2 separate regions of the Mus musculus genome follow, and region 1 is linked to region 2. Evidence: chromatin contacts called from public promoter capture Hi-C data. All regions are on one chromosome and are shown on one strand. Each heading gives the region's core, a stretch centred on a gene start, on an enhancer-like site or on the middle of the called end of the contact. The rest is flanking DNA. Distances are from core to core; before and after follow the strand shown.

Region 1 (5,561 bases), core at 355-2,854, 5.1 Mb before region 2:
TGCTTTAGTAAAGATCTAGGAACATACAGTCACTAGAAGAATGTAGTGACAGGAGAGACTGTAAGAGTTACAGTAATATTAAACATATAAAAGCCAGTTGGCAGAAAAAGACTTCCTCATGGAAGTCTTTTTATATAACATGTACAACATATATGAAGCATGCTCAAAAGAAGCCCTCACATACTTAGGAGTGGCAGGTACTATATAAATGTCATGATAAGGGTCATAAGGAACAGATTTCATTTTCTAGGCTCTTTGCTCTCTAGACCACTCCCATTCTCAAGAGTGCTCCTCACCCCCTTTAAGCCCTTTCCTTCCTTTCTTTCTCTTGTGTGTGACCCTATATTCCTGACTAGTTTGAAACTATTTATGTAGACTTGACTGGACTCAACTCACACTGTTTCCGACTCTTGCAAACTCTGAATTTAAAAAAGTGTGGGTCTCAAAAGAGTCCGGTCCCCAATGAAGGAGCTAGAGAAAGGACCCAAGGAGATGAAGGGGTTTCCAGCCCTATAGGAGGAATAACAATATGAACTAACCAGTACCCCCAGAGCTCCCAGGGACTAAACCACCAACCAAAGAGTACCCATGGTGGAACTCATGGCTCCAGCTGCATATGTAGCAGAGGATGGCCTAGTTGGTCAGCAATAGGAGGAGAGGCCCTTTGTCCTGTGAAGGTTCTATGCCCCAGTTTAGGGAATGCCAGGGCCAGGAAGCAGGTGTGGGTGGGTTGGTGAGCAGGGGGAGGGGAGAAAGGATAGGGGGTTTTCGGAGGGGAAAGCAAGAAAGGGGACATTTGAAATGTAAATAAAGTAAATATCTAATAAAAAAAGTGTGGGTCACTATGCCTGGTCCCAATTTTCTTTTAGTTATTATTTTGTATAATGTGGTTAAGAGTGCAGGTGCACGTGTGCCGGCCTGAGGACAACTTGTGGAAGTTCGGCTCGCTCATCGGGTCTTGAACTGAGGTTATCATCAGGCTTGGAGGCAAGCTTCTTTACTCTGTGAGCCATCTCATCCACCCTACTTTCCTTTTCGTAATAAACTGTCTTTACTTCGAAAGGCGTGTTTCTCGTCTAATTCTGTGACTAGAGACACAAGTACCTGGATACTTAAGTGGGTGCATTAAGGCTCACAAACCTAACAGGAGCAACACTGGGTGACGTGTGCGCTTTGACAGGTCTGTCCTGTGTCCACACGGGCACAACTCCAGTCGTTGGTCTGGTTGTCAGGCCAGCAGTCTCTAAATCGAGTTGGGGTAAAGCCACTCTTGGGGCAGGAATCGGTAACTGCCCTGCCTGAAGGGGCGTAAACTCAGGGTAAACTGAAGCGCCCGAAGCCGGAGGACACTTAAGTCGAAGAAAACAGCAGTGACATCAGCCGCCCTCCGCAGTCTCTTACGCTCCAGCCCTTGGTTGCAGAGTTCTTTTTCCATCTCTGTGGTCGTCAACTTGTATGAGACGCTGGCGACACTAAATAAATTCTTGCTCTGAACGTCTTCCAAACAGCCCGCGCAGTGGTCGGAACTGGTCCTGCAGCCCCAGGCCGGGAGCGGAAGTGCCGTTGGCGGTGTTACCTTCCGACTCTTCCGGCGCGAGCTCTAGGGTGTGAAGCTCCTTTGTTCCTCAGAGGCGGGGTCCGCCCCTCGGCGGCTGCACTTCCTCGGGCTGTGCGGGCCAGCGCGGCCGGAACCTCCGCTGCGCGCTTGGTTCTCTGTCTTTATTTTCAGGAATTGGCGAGTTCAGGTGAGTGCGAGGTGAAAGCTGTTGAGAGGGCTTTGCCACCTTGTATTTACAAACGCGTGTGTCGTCAGAAATACGGCATCCTCTTCGCACGTCCCTTATTTGTTTCCAACACTTAGTTACATTTGGGTAGAAAGCCATCTCTTTAGTTGTCGGTGTGCTTGTAAACGCGTGTGTACTGGAAAAACAAAAAACAACAAACAAAACCTTAAACCAGTATTCACTCATTGTAGCGGAATTTCTTAGGCCCTACCTACAGGATTCAAAACAAGGACCTGTAGGAGGAATGGGTGGAGACTATTGAAGTATTCGGGTTGATTTATTTCTGCAAAAAATGTTTGGGTGAGTTGTGTTGATGGAAAAAAAAAATAGCTCTGGCCTTAAAGGAAATAAAAGTTGATCCTGAACCAAATAATGACAATGACCAGAAAAATATGTGTTTCCCCAAAATAACATGTTCCATTGTGGAAGTGGTTACATGACTTATTAGTGTTTTTATTTATTTATTTATGGGTGTTTTATTTGGTCATTTCTTGTATATGTGGATAGTTGGTTATGGCAAAGCGACAAAATTCAGCCTATATTCTTGGGCAGCTTGTAGCAATTGGAGAAGCTTAATATTTAATAAAGGAAATAAATATGAGACTGCAAATTGATGAAGACTCAAAGTTGAGGGCTATATTTTTCCTGTCTTTGTATGGTAATAGGTAAAATAAAGAAAAAAATGGCGATTTAATCCAAAAATACTAGATGTTGGAGTTAGTGATGCTGAAGGGAGTGGGAAATAGTCATCTCTCCCTCTTCCTAAAGTATTAGCGAGTGTTGGGACTGCCTTTTTCAGTGTGTCACCTGAGTCTCTTTGGAGATCATTGTTCTTGTTTGTTAGGATTGACAGAGGCAGTATGATAATGAAAGAGAGAGGAGACCTCAGCAGAAGGAGGTTGTCCTTTCCTGGGAAGGTGGAGAGTGTGTGTCGAGGGGCTTGGGGTTTGAGAGGGCAGAAAAGAGACTGGAAATTTCATCTGTATGTTTGTTCTTTGTAGTCTTAGGACGGAGACATGCCAGTAGTTGCTTTATCATATGTTGAGTGTTTTTGTAAGGTTTTCCCTGGCTCCTGACTGCAGATCATGTTCTCTTCAGTGTTGGCTTTCTAGTCAGTATGCTGAGTCAGGAGTTTCTCAGCCCCTCTGATGCCCTTTACTTTAGATTATTAACTCGCCAGTGTAATGTTACACTCGTGTTCCTGAAGAAGTTGGGTCTCGCCGCAGCGCTCTTGCTTGCAATGATAGTGCTTGATGACAGTTCTGTTAGGTCACCTGGAAAATGAGTACTATTTCACTTTGGAGGTGGAAGCAAACTCTGCTGAGAAGCTATTGAAGTAGACACTACAGAATTTATTGGAGTTCAGTAATTACCAGATGTCGAATGTATGGAATCAGTAATTTCACGAGTATTGCTTCTAGGGGGCTAGGTGGTGGTACCAGCAAATCAAGGTTATAGTAAGATGTTAATAGATGCCCTTTAATATTTGGATTTCAGCAAGCAAAGTTGGCCACAGATGGAGAAACAATAGAGATAGATAATCACCCTCCTAGAATTGTTTTTAATATAAAATTTAACCCTAAGCTCCCTATTTTTGTGTATTGTCTCTCTTAGTTGTTTTAACTAGGGATCTATGCGACCATTTTATCAAGCCAACAAGTAGGAATATCTTTGATTTTATTTTACTGTCTCCTATATTAGAAGGTTTAAGGCCAAAATGGAATGCTTTTCTACAGTAAACACTATGACTGTGAGAAATCTAAGCAAGGATAAAGTTCAAGTAAAGCCTGTGTATTGTTTTCTTCTGTATTTATTCATTAGCTTGAGATGTTTCAATTTAGTGGGATTCCCCAGGCATAGCTTTAATCTAAAAGCAAGATTGACTGAACTCATGCATTTTTAACTGATATGTTTTAGCAAGAGCTAAATCATAAAGATACATCCCTGTCCCCTTAATCTGAATCAAGTGGCGATGTATATGACCTGGCATATAAAAGTACCATTTGAGGATTTAAATGAAGAACTTGAAATTGAGAACACTGTTGCTCTCAGTTTGTGTATATTTCAACTCCCTTTAGGTTGATGGTGTCTGTGTAGAGTGGGGGCTTATATAGGCCATTTAAGAACTTGTCTTGTTAAATACCAAGAAGAAAGAATTGTTGGTACCTGGAGATACATGCCATTGCTATTTATTTATAATATTTACTAACTGATTTTATTTACTATTTTTCTTGATACTTAGGGATTGCATATTTTTGTGTATGATGCACTATTTGAGCAGCATTTGTACAAGTGTAATGACCAGATGAGGATAGTTGGCTTGTCTGCAGCCTCAAACATGTTTCTTTTGTGTTAGGAACATTAGAAATCTTTTTTGTCTTTATTTGTAAGGATTTTATTTGTTTTTATTTTTGCATATGAGTGTTTTGCCTACATGTATGTATGAGCATCACATATATTCATGCTTCATTCTTCTCATTCTTTTTCCTTCTTCCTTTTTATTCTTTTGCCTTCTCTTGACAGAGAGCCTGAACCCAGTCTTTTATATACTGAAGCTACATCATCAAAGCTTTGACCATTGTTAACTTTAAAAAAAAATACTTAAATTTACATAATTTTTATGAATCCTGAATAATTAGTCCAAGTCCACGCTTCCTTAAAACAGAAACTAAACACAAAGTAAAGGCATATTTCCTTATAGTTTTTACCCAGCCTGTTCTTCATGGGTAGCTGCACACAGCTCTTGGAGTTTCCTGGTACAGCAGACAGCAGTCATTAGTAACTACTTTCCTTTTAAAGTTTCTTTTTAAATGTTTCTTCTTTTTATTCGTTTTTAAAAAATTGGATATTTACTTACATTTCAAATGTTATCCCCTTTCCTGGTTTCCCCTCTGGGGAAAACCCCCTTTCCCATCTCCCCTTACCTTGCTTCTATGAGAGTGCTCCCTCCCCCAACTTATTCCTCACCACCCTAGCATTCCTCTACATTGGGGCATTAAGCCTTCACAGAACCAAGGGCCTCTCCTCCCATTGATGCCAGATAAGGCCCCTTCAACTCCTTCAGTCCTTCCCCTAACTCCTCCATTTGAGTTTCCTGTGCTCAGTTGATGGTTAGCTGTGAGCATCCGCATCTGTATTGGTCAAGATCTGGTAGAGCCTCTCAGGAGACAGCTGTATCAGGCTCATGTCAGTACTTCTTGGCATCCACAATAGTGTCTGGGTTTGGTGTCTGCATGTGGGATGGATCACCATGTGGCACAGTCTCTGGATGGCCTTTTATTCAGTCTCTACTCCACTCTTTGTCCCAGTATTTCCTTTAGACAGGAGCAATTCTGGGTTAAAAATTTTGAGATGGGTGGGTGGCCCCATCCCTCAAGGGGTGTGTGTGTGCCTAACCTCTGGATATGGTCTTGACGGGTTCTCCCTCTCCTTTGTTGGGTATTTCAGCTAATGTCATCTCTGAGGGGTCCTGGGTGGCTCTTATTTTCCTGGCAGCTGGGGCTTTCTGGTTGCTACCCCCAGTTCCCCATCCCCCATTGCTACACACCTTTATTTAATTTCCTGACCCTCTGTATGTCTCTTCCATCTCTTCCCATACCTGATTCTTCCCCTCTTTTTACCCCCCCTCCTCTCTTCTTCCCAAGTCCTTCCCACCCTCTACCTTGATCTTTTTGTTCTCCCTTCTAAGTAGGACTAAAGCATCCACTCTTTGGTCTTCCTTTCTCTTGAGCTTCATGTGGTCTGTGAGTTATATTGTGGGTTTTCCACGCTCTTTGC
Region 2 (4,860 bases), core at 1,609-4,108:
TGCATGTATAAAGGAAAAAAACACAAAATCCCCTTCTTCAGATGGAGTATGTTGTAGCAGCAAGGTCAACGCAAACAGCCAAAACATCAAAGTTCCCATGGGAACCTGCAACTGCAGCCAAAACAGATGTCTCTGTCCAGGTTGATAAGGCTTGTCATGGCAGATGTTCAAGGCTGGGAAAGGCCATATGTGTGTACGTGCTACATGCTTGCATGTCCACAGCATGAGTGCACATGCACATGGAAGCCAGAGGTTCTGCTCAGTATCTGATTTCCCTCCACCTTAAACACTGAGCTTTGCTGACTCAGGGAGGCTAGTCAGTCAGTGTGGTCCTGTCTTTACCTCCTTGAGCACTGGGAATGCATATGAGCTGCCACTCCAACCTTCACCCTTGTGCAACAAGGGCTTGATCCACTTGTCACCCCAGCTTAGAACTAGTATTCTCTCCTCTCACTTACCCTGCGCTCTGGAGCTGAGAGAGGTATTAATTCACCATTGGAGCACAGTGCCAAAATAAGCACACAGTAAATATTTTTGGGTGGGTGATCATGTTAGATATGTCACTAGTTTCTGGGATATGTTTAGTTGAAGAAACCAAACAAATATTATATGAAGAGAAATACAGCAGGGGTGGAACATAAACAGAATTCTCTTTCCATGTGGAGTCCCACACTGACAGGATGGACTCACTTCCTTGTTTGATTCAAATATCAAGACTAATGAAATCACATACCTACAAGGTGCTAATCATGATGTAAGGAAGGTTTCTAGAGAGATCAGGAGAGCTACTAGGCCTGTCTGAAAAAAATGGCCTGACAAAATAAGGAGAGACTGGCTTTACTAGTTCCTGCACGAGCTTTGAATTTCCCCCAGACATCAATGGAGCATTCGAGTGCTCTTGATTTATCAAATGTAGGATTAAAGGCCGCCTGCAGTCAAGCATCAGAAGTAGACTCAGGAGTTGGGAAGATGGCTCTGCAGTGCTTGCAGGTCTTCCAGAGGACCCAAGTCTATTCCCTGCCTCCCACATCAGGCAGCTCCCAACTGACTGTAACTACAGCGCCAGCAATTCCATGGCACCTACACGTGCATGGGAAGAACAGACACACGGAGACACACGTTTACCTGCAGACATTGGACTGCCAAGTGAAAGAATTGGTACTCTTCAGTGTTCAACTGGCTAAGTGCTCTCTGCTCTGCCCTGATGGAAACCCTGGGTAGGCAAGCTTGTTCTCCTCCGTGTCAGACAGCAATGAGTGGTGACAGTGTTGGGGGGCAGGGTGAGAGGTGCACTGTAGAGAAGTGTTTGAGAGCCAGGGCACCTGGTGGGCTGTTCCGACTCTAAACACTGGGCCCAACTAGGGTCACCCAGGAAGCATCTCCTCCAGGAGATGGAATCTCCAAAGCTTTAGTGGCTGCACCAGCACTACCAGCGGGATACAGGCCTGTGGACATTGTCAATAGTAAGTCAGAGGCTTCTGCAGGCTATAGATTCTTCAGCTGTCAGACAGCTATGCTAACGCCTCCATCTACACTTCATTGTGGGAAGCCAGGGCCCAAGGACTTGACAAATGATTTCTAGACAAGGCAAGGTTGTTCAGGAGCCCAAGATTAGACTCAAAGTGGTATCAAAGGCCAGCCTAGTCTACAGAGTGAGTTCCAAGACAGCCAGGGCTACACAGAGAAACTCTTAAAACAAACAAACAGAAAACGAAATGGCTGGACAGAAGTATAGGGGTTAGTACCTATCAAGCTGTGGGGCACTGTTGCCAACCAGCTAATGTTCCTTGCTTTTTCTGGTGCAGCCTGCAGGCTGAAAGTAAGAAAGGCCACTCAGTGAAAGACATTGCTGGACATGACATCCTAACACCATGAGGAAAGGAGAGTGCCTCTTGGTGGACCACCTGAGGAGTAGCCTGCTCATACAACCCAAGACGGGGTATTTGGGCCAATCACAGCCATTTGTTTGGCTAAACACCGGTGTCTTTTGTTTATATGTGTACATGTCTGTGAATGTGTGAGTGTATGCGTGTAAGGGTGGCTGCATGTCTGGAGAGATAGCATAGTCCTCCATTTATCATTAAGCCACCAGTCACAGGTCTGCACAAAGCCCTGGCCCAAGCTGTGCTTACTGGGCCAGGACAATCAGTTGCAATCTTTCGTGTAGGCATATCTGAGTGTTCTTGGAGTGTTTAAGACAGCTGGTGCAGTTTGGATGGTAGTCCTGCTAGCTGTTTGACTCGGTCTTCTTTGCTGGAGGCAGCTCCATCAACAGAGAGACTCAAACAGCTGCGAATTATAGTTAACTACCGTCGACAGTCTTTGTGAGTGCTTACATAAATGTAAAGCCCTTACGTACGTCTTCATCGTTAACTTCACGAATGTAAAGTCACCTAGGGGAAACACCTCTGGGAGTATGTTCCCAGAGAGGTTTAACTAGGAAGTGAAAACCTACCCGGAAAGTGAGTGGACTCATCCCACGGACGGGCTCCCAGACCGAATCAGCGGGAGTGCTGGTGTGTGTGCTGCGTGTCTCAAAAATCAAATAACTAACCAACTAACAAAAAAGCTGCGTGTCTCAATAACTAATCAACAAATTAATCAGGCCAGCAAGAAAGCTATTTCAAAAACCAAGCAACCAATTAAACAAACAAACAAACAAACAAACAAACTACAACGCCCAGCGTATCTACATAAACCCAGCCCACTCCACTTGCACTGCAGCGGCTGAGCCCGGTCAGCCGGAAGTTCCTGGCTCTCACGTGCAACCTACAGGAAATGTCCGGGCAGCTGGCCCTTCGCGCATGCTCATAGTGTTCCGCGAGACGCTGCGCGGAGGATTGTGGGGCAGCAGTGGGTAGTTTGCTTCCTCCCGGCCGCCGCGTCGGGCTTGCGGGAAGCTTGTTCCAGCCTTCCGTGTCGGTGCTGTACTCTGAGTCTCCGGCGAGTCGCCCTCAGGCCGCCGCCAGCATGTCGGGCGTGCGAGCCGTGCGCATCAGCATCGAGTCGGCCTGCGAGAAGCAGGTGCAGGAGGTGGGCCTTGATGGCACCGAGACGTACCTGCAGCCGCTGTCCATGTCGCAGAACCTGGCGCGCCTGGCACAGCGCATCGACTTCAGCCAGGGCTCTGGCTCTGAGGAGGAGGAGGCGGCAGGGCCTGACGGCGATGCGCCGGACTGGGGGGGCGCGGGAGCCGACCAGGACGACGAGGAGGGTGAGGCTTCGCCCTCGTTGCTGGTTCTATCCCAGGGTCTCCCCTAGGGTAAACTGTGTTTTGTGGTGGGTGGCCTTGAGAAGTATTGACAGCAGTGGGAAGGCCGACCCGGTCGGGACTCGGGGTCCTGTTCAGGCCAGGAGAAGAGGCATTCGCTTTTTTTTTTTTTTTTTTTTTTTTTTTTAATAAAGAACAGCTGAAAGCTTTTGGGGGTGATTTTAGGTGGAAACAGGTGATACTTAAAATGACCACTGAAACTTTGAGGTGAATGAATTACAAGAAAACAAAACTGAAGAGGGGGAGTTTGGAGAAGCAACCAGACTAGACTTTGGATTCTCCTTATTATCAAAAAAAACCAAAATTTGAAACCACAGTTTTCGATTTAGTGATGTGACAGAATCGGTTTAAGTGAGGATGTTCGTGTTTAGTGTGGTAATTCGCCAGGCAGAGGCAGTCAGATTAATGAAAAACATGAGCAAATAGACACCATCTCAATAAATAAAGAAAAATTTAAATGTAGTTTTCATAAATTTGACAGAAAGTTAAAACACCTGGGACTGAAGAGATGGCCCAGCAGTTAAGAGTACTGATTGCTCTTCCAGAGGTCCTGAGTTGAATTTCCAGCAACCACATGGTGGTTCACAACCATCTGTAATGGAATCCGATGCCCCCTTCTTTCTGGTGTGTCTGAAGACAGCGTCATTGTACTTACATCCATTAAATAAATAAATAAATCTTTTTTTTTTTTTTTTTTTTTAAATCTTAAACAAGCCCAACATTGTCATTATCCAGTGTTGGAAAGGCATGCCAGCTCAGTAGTTTTAAATGCAAAATTCTAAATGTGTATCACATTTGATCCATGAAATCCCCCACCCACAGAAAGAACTATAGAGCACAGGTATGTATTAAGATCCAGTACTGATGTCATTAGGAACATTTGACCTGTCTATTAAGGGACAGGCTTAAATGGCATGCCTCCTGGCTTCCAAATATCTTGTGGTGTGTGAAAGAGTGACTAGTTCCTGTATGCTGGGTTGAGATATGTCTCAGGAGGGAGGAGAGTTAGGCCTAAGATTAAAAGAAAACTTTTGACTTTCACTCCCTGATCCTTTATCATGAACTCCTTAGAGTGAGCATTTATTAAAAATTGATTAAAAGAAGCCGGGCACTCGGGAGGCAGAGAGACAGGCCGATTTCTGAGGTCAAGGCCAGCCTGGTCTACAAAGTGAGTTCCGGGACAGCCAGGGCTACACAGAGAAACAAAAACAAAAACGAAACAAAAAAATTGGTTAAAAGAAAGGTATAGCTGAGCAGTGTTGGCTCATGCCTTTAATCCCAAAACCCTGTCTCAGGGGTGGGGGGGTGGGGTGGGGGGAAGGTCTATTCGTGCAGCCAATGGTAATGCTGGTGTTGTAGGCCATTTGGGGCTTTGCCTGTTGTTTTATAGTTCAGGAATGTTGGAAGTTCAAGTTCTAAATGTTGGAAGGAAACAGGTTATTTTAAAGGCTTTTGTGGGGATGGGGGATATAGTTTAGTGCTTATCTGGGATGAATGAAGCCCTAGGTTTAGAAAGATTCGAGTGCCTACTTGAGATATGATGACAGCTTTGGCCTGTGGAAATTAGACTGGCATTTGTTTTGCCATAA

What was found. Promoter capture Hi-C pulls out the DNA fragments that hold promoters and counts their contacts.
Region 1: a contact with region 2 is called in a promoter capture Hi-C map of pre-B cells, with 2.8 times the contacts expected there. The contact joins the promoter of Zfp560 here to the promoter of Med17 in region 2. A contact is called at or near these places in 2 of 39 promoter capture datasets (cranial neural crest and pre-B cells) and 1 of 484 Hi-C or Micro-C datasets (pre-B cells).

Annotation. Positions count from the first base shown.
Region 1 is chr9:20,381,201-20,386,761 of GRCm38.p6, reverse strand. Zfp560 (zinc finger protein 560) reads left to right here and starts at 1,604. Exons shown (of 7, transcript NM_001004190.3): 1 at 1,604-1,745.
Region 2 is chr9:15,277,904-15,282,763 of GRCm38.p6, reverse strand. It overlaps Med17 (mediator complex subunit 17), which reads left to right and starts at 2,858. Exons shown (of 12, transcript NM_144933.2): 1 at 2,858-3,214. The coding sequence starts at 2,971.